Regions from separate parts of the Sus scrofa genome. Here region 1 is linked to region 2. Evidence: chromatin contacts called from public Hi-C data. All regions are on one chromosome and are shown on one strand. Each heading gives the region's core, a stretch centred on a gene start, on an enhancer-like site or on the middle of the called end of the contact. The rest is flanking DNA. Distances are from core to core; before and after follow the strand shown.

Region 1 (5,561 bases), core at 798-3,297, 330 kb after region 2:
AACCTTTTTTCCATAGCTTTCTAGCTAAAATTTTCTCTTCGTACTCATGGAATTCAGGTAATTACCTGAAATGAATATTATAAAGCTATGGCAAATAAATGGGGAATGTTGTTAGAAGAAGAAGGTAACATTTTGGGTCCCGAAGCAAATTTCCTTTAGCCAGCCTCAGGCAAGAGCTTCGGAAGTGCTTGTCCTGCCTACCCTGCAACAGCCACACCACACCTGGGGCCCCTGGGAGCCCCTGGAGAAACGGTGCCTGTGTCTCCCACACTTCTCAGACCCAGCTGTGCACAGAGAAAGAGGAGAAGCAAAATCAAACACAGCCCACCCCTTTGATCCTTCCTCCGAGGAGACTGCTCACACCCCAGACCCTGGCTAAGGAAAAACATCCCATTGTCTGAGGCAAACGGACATCACGTCATTTCACCCTGCGCCTGGAAAGGCAGTTTGGAACAAGCAATCCTGATTCTAAAGATGTTGAGACAGTTCCCAGCTGCACAGTGACTTGTTTTCAGTTCCCAGGCAAACTGCCCAGTTTCCTCTGCTCCCAAATTTCCCCAACTGCAAAACTGAGATAATTCTTATTACCTTTCTCTTGCGGTGTCCTGAAAAATAAACAGGGCAAGTGTTTCTAAGGTGCTTGGGCACAATCATCTGAGGGCATATTTGCCTAGAACTATAGGTGGGGTTTTTCTTTATTTTTAATATTGCTTTGCTTTTGACCTGCCTTTGGCAAAAAAAAAAAAAAAAAAATGTAGAAAAATCTAAGTTAAATTATAACTACCTAACCTTAACGGAGCTTTTACAGTATACAAAGCACTGTGTTAGGCACGTGGAGAATAGAGAAAGAGCCTTCCTCACCCTTAAGGAGCTCACAGCTCACTCGGAAGGAGATTTTATAGCCTAGAGGTTGAGTGACAGTGCAGCAATCAGCCAGGGTAGCTGGGTTGGAATCCTACAAGACCCTGGAAAAGTCGCTCAGCCGTACCAAGCTCTCTCTGCTTTCCTCATGAAAATCCTAAGAGCTCACCTTGAGTGTCTGCTGGATGGTAGGTGTCTACCTACTTAAAATGCAGAACACCGCCTGAGACAAACACTACTAGCCCCCCCTCAGTTGCGTCCTCGTCTCATAGATAAGGATTCAGGAGCTTAGAGACATTACATAACTTGTCCCAGGTCATTTACAATTAGGAACCAAGATGCAAACCCAAGCTGTGTGGCCTCAAACATGGAGACGGCCCCGCTAAACCACACCCTCATCAGATGGGTGTAATACTTCGTGTAGACTTGCGAATATCAACTGAAATGAATGCATCAAAAAAAAAAGTCCGTCCATGTGACACTTAATACGTGTGCAATAAATGTAGAAATAGCAGTGGAAGAGATTGGATGCACATATAAATAAGCAGAACACCAAGTCTACTTCATGGGAAGACTTCTTACAGACCGATCATTGCACAGGGGGTTATGGTAGGGAGTGTTCTGGGGGGAAGAATAGTCTACGAAGAGCAACATTTCTGAGCGGCATGCAAGTGATCACGCAAGTGAAGGAGTGATGCTTGCTTCGTATACAGCTAAACTTCTGAAGGCTACAGTATCTGAGGTACCCTGCCGTTACTAAATCCAGACCTACCCCTGAGAACAGCTTTTACCTAAGCAATATAAAAATGCAATTATTCTTCTCCCCTTCCTTAACCCCCACCCCTCAGTTTCCTTCAGGAAGAAACCACAGCATGGAGTTTCTTTTCAAAGTCTTAAAATAAAAATCCCCCCCCAACAAAAAAAGGATCCAGCTTGTAAAACCTTTTAGAGTTGTTTGAAAAAGGAGGAGGAAAAAAAAAAAAAAGGCATAAGGAGCCAAGCCTTATATTCTGGCCAAGTTATAAGCCTCTGAGAACAAGCGCCTGAGAAGAGGACTGTTAACCCCATTCTCTCGGGCAGAAGGAGCTCTTTCCCTGTGGGTCTGCACAGCCTGGAAAGCTCATCACGCCCTCGCCTCGGAGTAAGAGGCTAGCCCGCTGGAGAACTGCAGGAATCTGCAACAAAAACGATGACAGCCTGAAATACGTCCCAGTGCCAACCTCCAAATTCATCTGTCACCTCAGACCCTGACTAGTTGACAGAGCAGCAGAATTTCAACTCCAATAGACCTGAATGTGTTTCTGGGCAAAGAAGCAGAGCTAACGAGGAAAGAGATATATAGAGTATTGGGTATTTGTCAAACTTTTATTTTCTGGCTGTGTGCAAAGAGAAGATTCAACTTCAAATTCCTGCCAAGGCTCTGGGTCCAGCCACCTACCTGAAGGTAACTGTAATATGTTTACTGTATTATCTAATTGCATTTGTTAACCGGTTTGCATGATCTGCTAAAGATGTCTAATATTTTTGCCTGATACAAAGCCATCTTCTTTACCAACAAAAAATCCTTTTGCCTGATTTACAGAAAATCAACTTACTAGAGAATTTTAACACTTTCTTATCCAAGATTAAATAGTAAGTAGGAATAAATGGTGGGTTTAGTGTAAACTAGGAATGCAAATGTTGAATTGCTGTTGGCCAGACTAGCATTCAGATCTTGGTGAAGGCTGAGATCCTGAAATGTGTTTTGCAGAAATTCTTTGCCAAATATATTAAAGACATCATAAGGAAAGCAGTTTTTAAAAAAACTTTTTAATCAAAGTAATTTGAGAGTTTTTCATGTTTAAATTATCTGAATTATTCAATCATCACCACTGTCCCAGCCTATACCTAAGAGGAACGTAAAAATGGAATATTTTGCTTTTCTGAAAGGTAAGAAAATCCCTAAAATACTATATTTTTCTTTGATTATTTTTTAGTTATTGTGACTATTTTTTTTTCTGATTCCCTTTTATAGTTTTATGACTCATTGTCTCTTGACTCCTATCGTTTTTAGGATGCACACACATACACAAAATTTCTAACTCCTAGTGATGCCTTCTTATTTAGGAAGGAAAAAAGGAGGGAGTGGGAATCAAAGAGCTAAAACATGATGATAAATCCTACACTGCAGGGCGTTTTTGTTCTGGCTCTCTCGTCTAAAATAAACCAATAATGCAAGTCAGGCTCCGTCGCTCCTCCCAGGTATTCAAGGTCACCCCGGAGGAGAAAACCAGGCTTTCAACTGCAGATGGATGCTGCGGATACTACAACCAAGAGGTAGTGCACAGAGGGCATCTCTCTTGACCTGCCTTTAATCTGAAATGTGTCACCTTGGCGTTATAGCTCAGCTCTCCTCTGGTGCAGGGCCTAAGTACACTGAATAGAAATGTCCACTTGGTCTAACTCAGCAGAAACCTTTTCTTTTTTAATTCTCCTCTTTCTCATGGATACCAGCTTTTTTTCAGTTCACAGCTTATTCAGCTACAGCTTGATGGTTATGACTGTTGTTAACTCTGACTGCTGTTTTGAAAAGGACATCCCTCTCAGGAAAGATTTAAGTTTATACTTCTGTCCATTCAAAAGAGCCAGCAAAGCACAGTAGTCTGTATCATCCAGTCCGGCAATGCTGCTTTCCACGTTTTGGAAAAGAATATGTGCATGTTTGTAATGAATCCTGCCTTTTTTCTTTCAGGGAATGTTTGCCCAGCCATTTAGCAATTTGAGGACTGGGGTTTCCTTTCCAGGTCATTTGAGATTTAGTTCCCAATAGCCTGTCGTGCAGTTTCACTGATCAACTAAGTAAAAATAATAAATAGTGATGACAGAAATGAAATGAATAGTGATATTTCTGGACAACTCCTAAACATTCTTCATTTCATTTCCTCTTGACTGCTTGTTATTTTTGTTCGGTTGATATGTAACAGTACACAAACACTGCTGTTTTAGTTAAGTTTAGCACAATGTCCAGAACGTGTTGGGAATCTTTTTTCACCAAGAACATAAGTGACTGTTTTTCAGACTTCAGATGCCCTTTTCCCTCATATGTCATTCCAGAACAACCTTCAGTCAAGGAGAAAGGGGCCCATAAATCCAGAATTCCCCAGGAGATGCCAAATTAGGCCAGGGTCTGGTTCATTCAGGGCCCACCAAGCCTCTTCCCCCAAAAGTTGCGCTTGCAATGGTAGTGCAACCTGAGGTCAGTCTGGTTTTTGTCCCGGGCATCAAAAGATGAGCAGAATTTGGGGGAACAGGGTGTGTGGTCTTGACTGACTGCAGAGAGATGATGTAATAAAGTGAATAAGATCACGTGCTCTAGAAACATAAAGATCTGGTTTATATCTGGGTGTTTCCAGGCTCTGTGACTTGAGACAAATGACTCTTTGAGCCTCAGTCCCTTCAACTGCAGAAATGGGGACGGATTATAAAACTGGTTGCTATCGTGGAGATTTGTTACGATAAGTGAAGAAAACAGCTCTGTCTGATACATATGAATCAATCCACTGATCAGAGCTTATTTTAAAACACTAATCTGTCTATTTTTCCCAAATGTAACTCCATAGAAGAGGAATTTACTCTAGGATTTCCCTCAAGATTTCTTCCTTGCACGTCCACACTTTGCTGTATAATAAACATCAATGCCAGGTCTTTGCCTCAGAGTCAGCCCAGAAGAGTGCATCAGGCATGGATTTCGGCATCTAACACGCCTGAGTTTGAGTCCTGACTCCACCTCTTACCGGCTGTGTGAGCTTGGCAGTCACTTCACACCTGCAGGACTCAGTTTACCCATCTCTTAAGCAAGTGATGATAAGCATACCCATAATGGAGTCGTTGTAGGAATTAAATGTTTCTTAAATGTCAGGCGTACCAGCAGAATATTAGACACAGTGAGGAAGTGTTTGATTACGCCTTTGGAATAATTTTTCTGGCAGGAAAACTGGGGGGTCAAGAAGGAAAAAAGCAGAGTTCCGGTCGTGGCACAGTGGTTAATGAATCCGACTAGGAACCATGAGGTTGCGGGTTCGATCCCTGCCCTTGCTCAGTGGGTTAAGGATCCGGCGTTGCTGTGAGCTGTGGTGTAGGTTGCAGACGTGGCTCGGATCCCTTGTTGCTGTGGCTCTGGCGCAGGCCGGTGGCTACAGGTCTGATTAGACCCCTAGCCTGGGAACCTCCATATGCCACAGGAGTGGCCCTAGAAAAGGCAAAAAGACAAAAAAAAAAGAAAGAAAGAAAGAAAAAAGCTTTGAATTTTCTTTTTTACCCAAAGAAGTGGAAAAACAAATCTGACACTACTGTCCTTCTCTGAGGTGGGGGAAGGCTCAACATGAAGTTATTTATTACCAAGTCCTGCTTCATCAATTAGTTGCTTCTTAATGGCCAAGTCAACCGAAACTAAAGCTCGTTTTCTGTTTCAGATTGCCATTAAGAGGAGGGAGGCAAAATGCTGCTTTGCACTCAGTTCTGTTTGATTGGCCCACTTGGACAGGGGAGAAGGCCCCCAAGATTTCTCCTTTCTTATCTTTTCTAAAAGCAAGAATAGGGGTTTTGACTCACGTTAGGGGGTATTTTTTTCCCTCTTGAACTGAAATTCCAACGAAAGGGTTTGTTTTTTTGTTTTTTTGTTTTTGTAAACCTCTCCCCTATGTTCCTAGCATTGAAATGTC
Region 2 (6,059 bases), core at 1,723-4,222:
AGCCAGGAAATGACCTTGAACATTAAGGTCAACCCATCCACTCTATAAACAAGGAAGGGAAGCCAGGATATTTGAGTGAGTTACATTAAGGCATCAAGGTGGGAGACCTCCAAGGCAGCTCCTGACCACTCTAGTTTTTCTACTTGCTCTACATTTAGAAATTTCAAGGTACTCTCTCTTTAGAGCCAGGACACTACTTAGATAATGCACGTAAGATTTTTTTCTTTTCTTTTCTTTCTTTTTTGCACATGAGGTTTTTATCATTGGTATCCCAAGAGGGGGGAAAAATCACATCTCATTCATGGTTATTCATTTCATTTTTCTGGGTTTCTGTCCATAGGAGAATGGTGATGTGCTATTTTAGTTCTTTGTGTGTGTGTGTGTGTGTGTGTGTGTGTGTTACCTAGCACTGTCTATTTTCACAGGAGGTGCTAATTATTTTTAAATGTTACTTATTTCATAAGTGACAAGAAGATCAATTTTACGTCTTCAGAAAAGACAGTAATAAAACAAAATTTATTCTAAGATTTTCTATATAAAAGATTTTCGTGAGTCTGCTCTCCTACCAACTAGACTATTGATAAGGTTTGACCAAAAGTTTTATTATTAGCGTATTCATTCTAAGTTTTCTGAAATTTTTCCTTAATAAACCAATATATGCAATTAAATTAAAAGGATCAAGATTGACCATTATGTATTAACTTACAAGAAACTTCTCTCATTTGAATGACTATATTTAAAAGTACAATCAACACCATGTAAAATACATAATTTGTTTGAATACAATTTCAAACCTTAAAAAAGGAAACTTTTCTACAAATCTATTCACTCAGATTACCCAAAAGGAATCTTTTGTTCTTACCATGCTCTGGATCAAATTAACCAGCATAATCACTCGTGTTAAAAAAGTACCCAAATGTACATTTCACAATCTATGAGTTTATATTTATGCAGCATTCACAACATGGCAGAGACTTGCTTTACATATAACGGCTCCTTTTATTTAATCTCCCAAATGAAGAACTAAGTATTATGATTATCCCTTTTTGAAAAAAATCCAAAAACTGGGGATCAGAGAGGTTAGGCAGTTTGCCTGACGTCTCAGCGACCGCGTGGCAGAACTGGGATTTGGGTATCGGAGGGACTTGGGGTTAATCACATGTCTATAAAAACACCAGGATTGTCTTTTGTGCAAGACTTTCAAAACTGACAGGAGAAGAGAAGGGGAAATTTCAAAAGAACTGAGAATGGTCAAGTATTAAAAGTGGAGATGACAGTCATTTGGATGGAAAGAGCCAATGCAACTCGTTTCCAAGGATGCCTCTGACAAAACTTTGCAAAAACAGGCTCCCATCTGCTCTTGGAAAAACTGTGTCCTGTTAACAGGCACTGGTAAATTCCAAAATGCCTCTGCTGCCTTTTGGCGGGTTGGGTGCACTGAACTCGACACATCTACCCACAGGTGGTATCTGATGACGTCACTGTTTCACCGGAATTTCAAAGAACGTCAGTTATTGAAAAACATCCTTAACAACGTTAACATTCACTTTGCAACTATTTTAGACAAAGAATTAGAATTGCAGGCCAAATAACAGACATTATTTTATCCTATTCGTGGTGTTCTCAAAAAACAGCTCCCTCTCCCGCAAACAACCGTGCACAACACCAAACCATCAATAACTACTCAATGGCCCTCCTCCCGCTGAACTGCCTACCCTTTCCAGAATCGGATAAGGGGCACTAGGGCATCCAGGCCGGCGGAAGACCATGGGTACTAGGACAAATTTTTCTACTAGGTAGAAAATTAGGTAAAATGAGCAAATATGTGCTTGCAACCACCATCTGTATTAGTCTGTTTTTCTTTTCCCTAACAAGAAAAAAAAAAAAAAATCTCCAGATGTACCCTTTCACTCTACTACGGCTTTCACTATTTCCAAAGGTAAAGATAAGCAGGCACGTCTTCCTTTAGAAGAAGGAGGTATCCAATAAGTTTGCACCAACAAGGGCGCCCTGGAATTCAGCGATGGGCACCGGAAATAGAGCAGCTTTAGCAGAGGTGGGGAAGGCGCTTCCAGGGGAGGCGGGGACGCAATGGGTACGCGAGGTGGAGCCCCCGGAAAGCTGCCCCGGCGGGCGATGGCTCCCGCGGCGCCCGCGGTTCTGGTTCGTGCATCAGCCGCTGCGGGTCCCGCGCGCTTACCTCGCAGCCCGCGAACCAGCCTCTCGGCCCAGGCCACTCGGGGCGGTTGCCCATCCAGGGGGAGGTGGCGGTGCAGCGGGTCCCCGCCGCCGGCCGGGCTGGGGCTCGGCGGGCCCTGGTCCTCTCGCCGGCGCCGCCTCCCGCTCGGATGGCCGGCGCCGTGGAAGCTCCCCAGCCCCCGGCCCCGGGCGCCCGCGGAGCTCACGGCCGAAGAGGCTGCGGACCTCCGGCTGCCCGGGCGCCACTCCACGTCCATCTCCACTACCATGCCCCCTTCTTCTCCCTCCACCTCGTCTTCCTCCTCCTCCTCCTCGGCCTCGAAGCCGGGGTTGTCGCGGCTCCACGCCTGCCGCGAGCACGACGAGAGCGGAGGAGAGGGAGAGGCCGAGGCTCCGGCCGGAGGGTCCCGCGCGGCCGCCTGCCGGATGCGCTCCATCTCGATCTCCAGGCCCCTTTGCTCGCGGAGGCCGCCCGGGGCCGCGAGGCCAGCGCCCGCGGCCCCGCCGCCCGCCATCAGCCGCCCGGGGCCCGCCGTTCGGGGCGCCGCCGGCCGCTGGGCGTCCCCGGGCTGCTGCGGCTGCACGCGGCTCGAGTTCACCATCGCGGTCACTGGCTGCAGGCGCGCCCTCGCCCGGTGCCCCGCTCGGCGCTGCCCGCTGCAGGAGCCATGTTCTTTTCTTCCCGGGGCCCGCGGCTCCTGCTCCCCGCCCCCGACCTCCCCGCGGTCCCGCGTCCCTCGCCCGCCCCCTCGGCCCGCCTCCCCCTCGCCTCGCCTCGCCCGGCGGCCGCCGCGCGCTGCAGGGGGAGGCGCAAGGCAGCCGCCCCCGTGGTCCGCGCGCTCGGCGCGCGGCGCCCGGGTCCGCGTTCCAAGTGCAGCCTGAGCCCGGGCGCGGGCGGCCGCATTCCTTTCGGGTGGAAGGGCTCGGGCGGGGAGGGACTCGCCGAGCCGTCCGTCCACCCGCGAGCCAAGGGCTTCTGGAGCTGTCCCTGGCTGCGCGACCCTGAAATAAGGCTTGGGTCTCCGTTCCCCCCACCCAGCCACTTCTGCCTCGATTTACCAAAGTGCGGGGAGAGGGGTGAACCATTTTAGGGGACGGTGGTGCGAACAGGCGAAACCCAGCCTGCGCTGGTCTGCAGCGGAGGCAAAGGAAAGCTTTGACTTGAAAACGACCAACTAGCCCCTAACGCTGACTAACTTGGCGCTTGGCGGCCCTCCTCGTCCCGACTCTGCTGCCTTTCGGATGGTTTCTTTAATCTTTGGTTGGCTCCTCTCTCCACACATTGTGGGAACCGCAAGGATTCGGCCTTGGGGCTCTCGGATCGCTGGTGCTCCGCGTGATCTCAGCCGTCCCCTTCCCACCACCGCATCTGCTGCAGCCGGGACTGACCTGGGAGTAACAGAATCGCATGCCAGGTCCGAGCTCCGGCGCTTAATTCCCGCTCTGTGGAGCACATCCAGCTCGATGCTTGGCAGCTGTCTCCAACTGCACCCATCCCAAACTAAATTTATCCTTCCCCCTCTTCTTTCCAGCCTGCCTCACCTCCTGTATCCCCAGGTGAGATCTGAGGCATCCTCACTCCCACTTCTGCAGGGTTGCCTCACCTTTCTCCTCTTCTCCTCCACATCATTTCCCCCGACTTGTGTTACTTCTGCCCCACAAATGTCTCCCTGATAGGACCTCTGTTGCTTATTCCCATTGGCAGTAATGTAGCCCAGAACCCCGATGGCTTGTTTTAGTCTGTCAGTTCCACCATCATCCTTCACTTTGGGGTCCCCACTGTTTCCAAATTGTGTTTCCAGAACCAAACCTGCTTGTGTCACGTTGATGCTTCGACACCTGTGGAGGCTTCTGCCAGCTTAAAGGTTAACATTTAATGTCCGTATCTTGATTTAGTGAATTTTCAAAACCTTCTTCTATGTGTGTGTGTATAAGGTATATATATTTTTATATGTATACATATTTATAAATATATATATGCGCACACACACACATATGTGTGTGTGTATACATTTTTTTCTTCTAGGGCTGTCATAATGGGGTACCACAGACTGGGTGTCTCTAACCACAGACATTAATTTTTCTCACAATTCTAGAGGCTGGAAGTCTAAGATCAAGGTGTCGGCAGGGTTGGTTTCTTCTGAGGCGTTGCTCCTGGGCTTGTAGATGGGATACAGCCTTCACTCTGTCTTCATGTCATCTTCCCTCTGTGTCTGTGTCCCAGTTTCCTCTTCTTACGAGGACACCAGTCAGGTTTGTTTAGGGCCCACGCTAATGATCTCACTTATAACTTCATGACCTTTTCAAAGACCCTACCTCAGTACATTCTGGGGTACTCTGATGGGGTGGGATGGGGGTGTTGGACCTCAAAATATGAATTTCTGATGGGGACACAGTTCAGCCCATAACCACCCAAATTTTAGTTTTCTTGCCTGGTTTCCTATCCCGCACATCCATATGTGTAGCACCTGTCACCGGTTCCCTGGGCACTCAGAACATGCGCTGCTTGTCACCTGATTATTATTATGGCCGCTCGTCACCTGATCATGCAATTTACCTGTTGGGGTATCTGTGTCCTTCATTTAACAGCGAGCTTCTCAAGGGTGGAGCTGGTGGGGCTGAGGCATAGGCCTGGCTCCTGCCATCCATCAATTCCTTCGGAAGACATTTCCTATGCACTGGATTGGGAGCTGGTGTGTAGAGCGGAGTATGACGTGGCCTCTGCCCTCAAGAAGAGACAGACCAACCAGAAATAACTGTCCTGGGTGATGCCTGTCATCCAAGGAACCTCTAAGGATGCCAGTGCCCCCAAGAGAGCAATACTAGAGGGCATAGTCAAAGACTTCCCAAGAGACACCCGGCCAGAGGAGAGCCAGGCTCGAGAACAGAGAGCAGAATCCCAGCCAAAGGGTTCTGTTGAACAGTAGGCCTAGTGCAGTATTTTAATCATGTGATTATCTGCATCATGCATGACACTTGCTAATAAAAAAAAAAAAAATAGATTCCACTCCAAGTCCCCACTGCAACCTTATAGATTTAGAAATTCCAGGATTTCAGGCCTAAAATTCTGAATCTTCTCAGAGGATTCTGGGGCAGCCTAGGTTTGCGAGGCTCCAATATGTTCCGAATGAATGGGGTTTCATAAAACCTTTCTGCCATACTCCTAGCACTTAATGGTCACCCACGATGCCATTGCCTTCAACCCCAGGTCTGGAAGAAACGTCTGTGGTCCTTGAGTCCGACTAGCGCTTTGTCTTGTGCCTGCCACTGTGCTAACTCTGAGCCACGTCCCAGCGGTGTGACCTGGGGTGAGTGGCTTTCCCAAGTTGTGCCTGTGAAAATGGAGCTAATAATAGTGTTCCCTGCACAGGGTTGTTGCGAAGATCAGGTGAATACATACATGTAGGGCATCGGAACCCTGCCTGGCACATGGTAAGTGCTCATTATTAGCTCTTGTATCTTACTTATGATAAATATTTTCATCTAGGAGTTCCCGTTATGGTGCAGTACTTAACGAATCCAACTAGGAACCATGAGGTTGCAGGTTTGATCTCTGGCACCACTCAGTGGGTTAAGGATCCAGCGTTGCCGTGAGCTGTGGTGTAGGTCACAAACGTGGCTCGGATGCCGCATTGCTGTGGCTCTGGTGTAGGCTGGTGGCTACAGCTCTGATTAGCCCCCTAGCCTGGGAACCTCCACATGCCAAGGATGCAGCCCTAGAAAAGGCAAAAAGACAAAAAAAAAAAAAAAAAGAAGTACTCTTTAAAAAATTTTTTTTTCATCTATTATAATTGCATATTTGGAAGTATGTCCTGCCAAACTGTGAACTCTTTGAGGACGGACACTCTGATGACCAGGAC

What was found. Hi-C and Micro-C count contacts between places; a contact is called where the count stands out from the background.
Region 1: a contact with region 2 is called in a Hi-C map of skeletal muscle, with 2.5 times the contacts expected there. The contact joins the promoter of SPARCL1 here to the promoter of PKD2 in region 2. A contact is called at or near these places in 2 of 47 Hi-C or Micro-C datasets (heart right ventricle and skeletal muscle).

The regions. Positions count from the first base shown.
Region 1 is chr8:131,385,521-131,391,081 of Sscrofa11.1, forward strand. It overlaps SPARCL1 (SPARC like 1), which reads left to right and starts at 2,048. Exons shown (of 12, transcript NM_001097422.1): 1 at 2,048-2,305; 2 at 3,103-3,177. It also overlaps a transcript of DSPP not described here.
Region 2 is chr8:131,055,960-131,062,018 of Sscrofa11.1, forward strand. PKD2 (polycystin 2, transient receptor potential cation channel) reads right to left here and starts at 2,973. Exons shown (of 15, transcript NM_001245979.1): 1 at 2,201-2,973. The coding sequence starts at 2,801.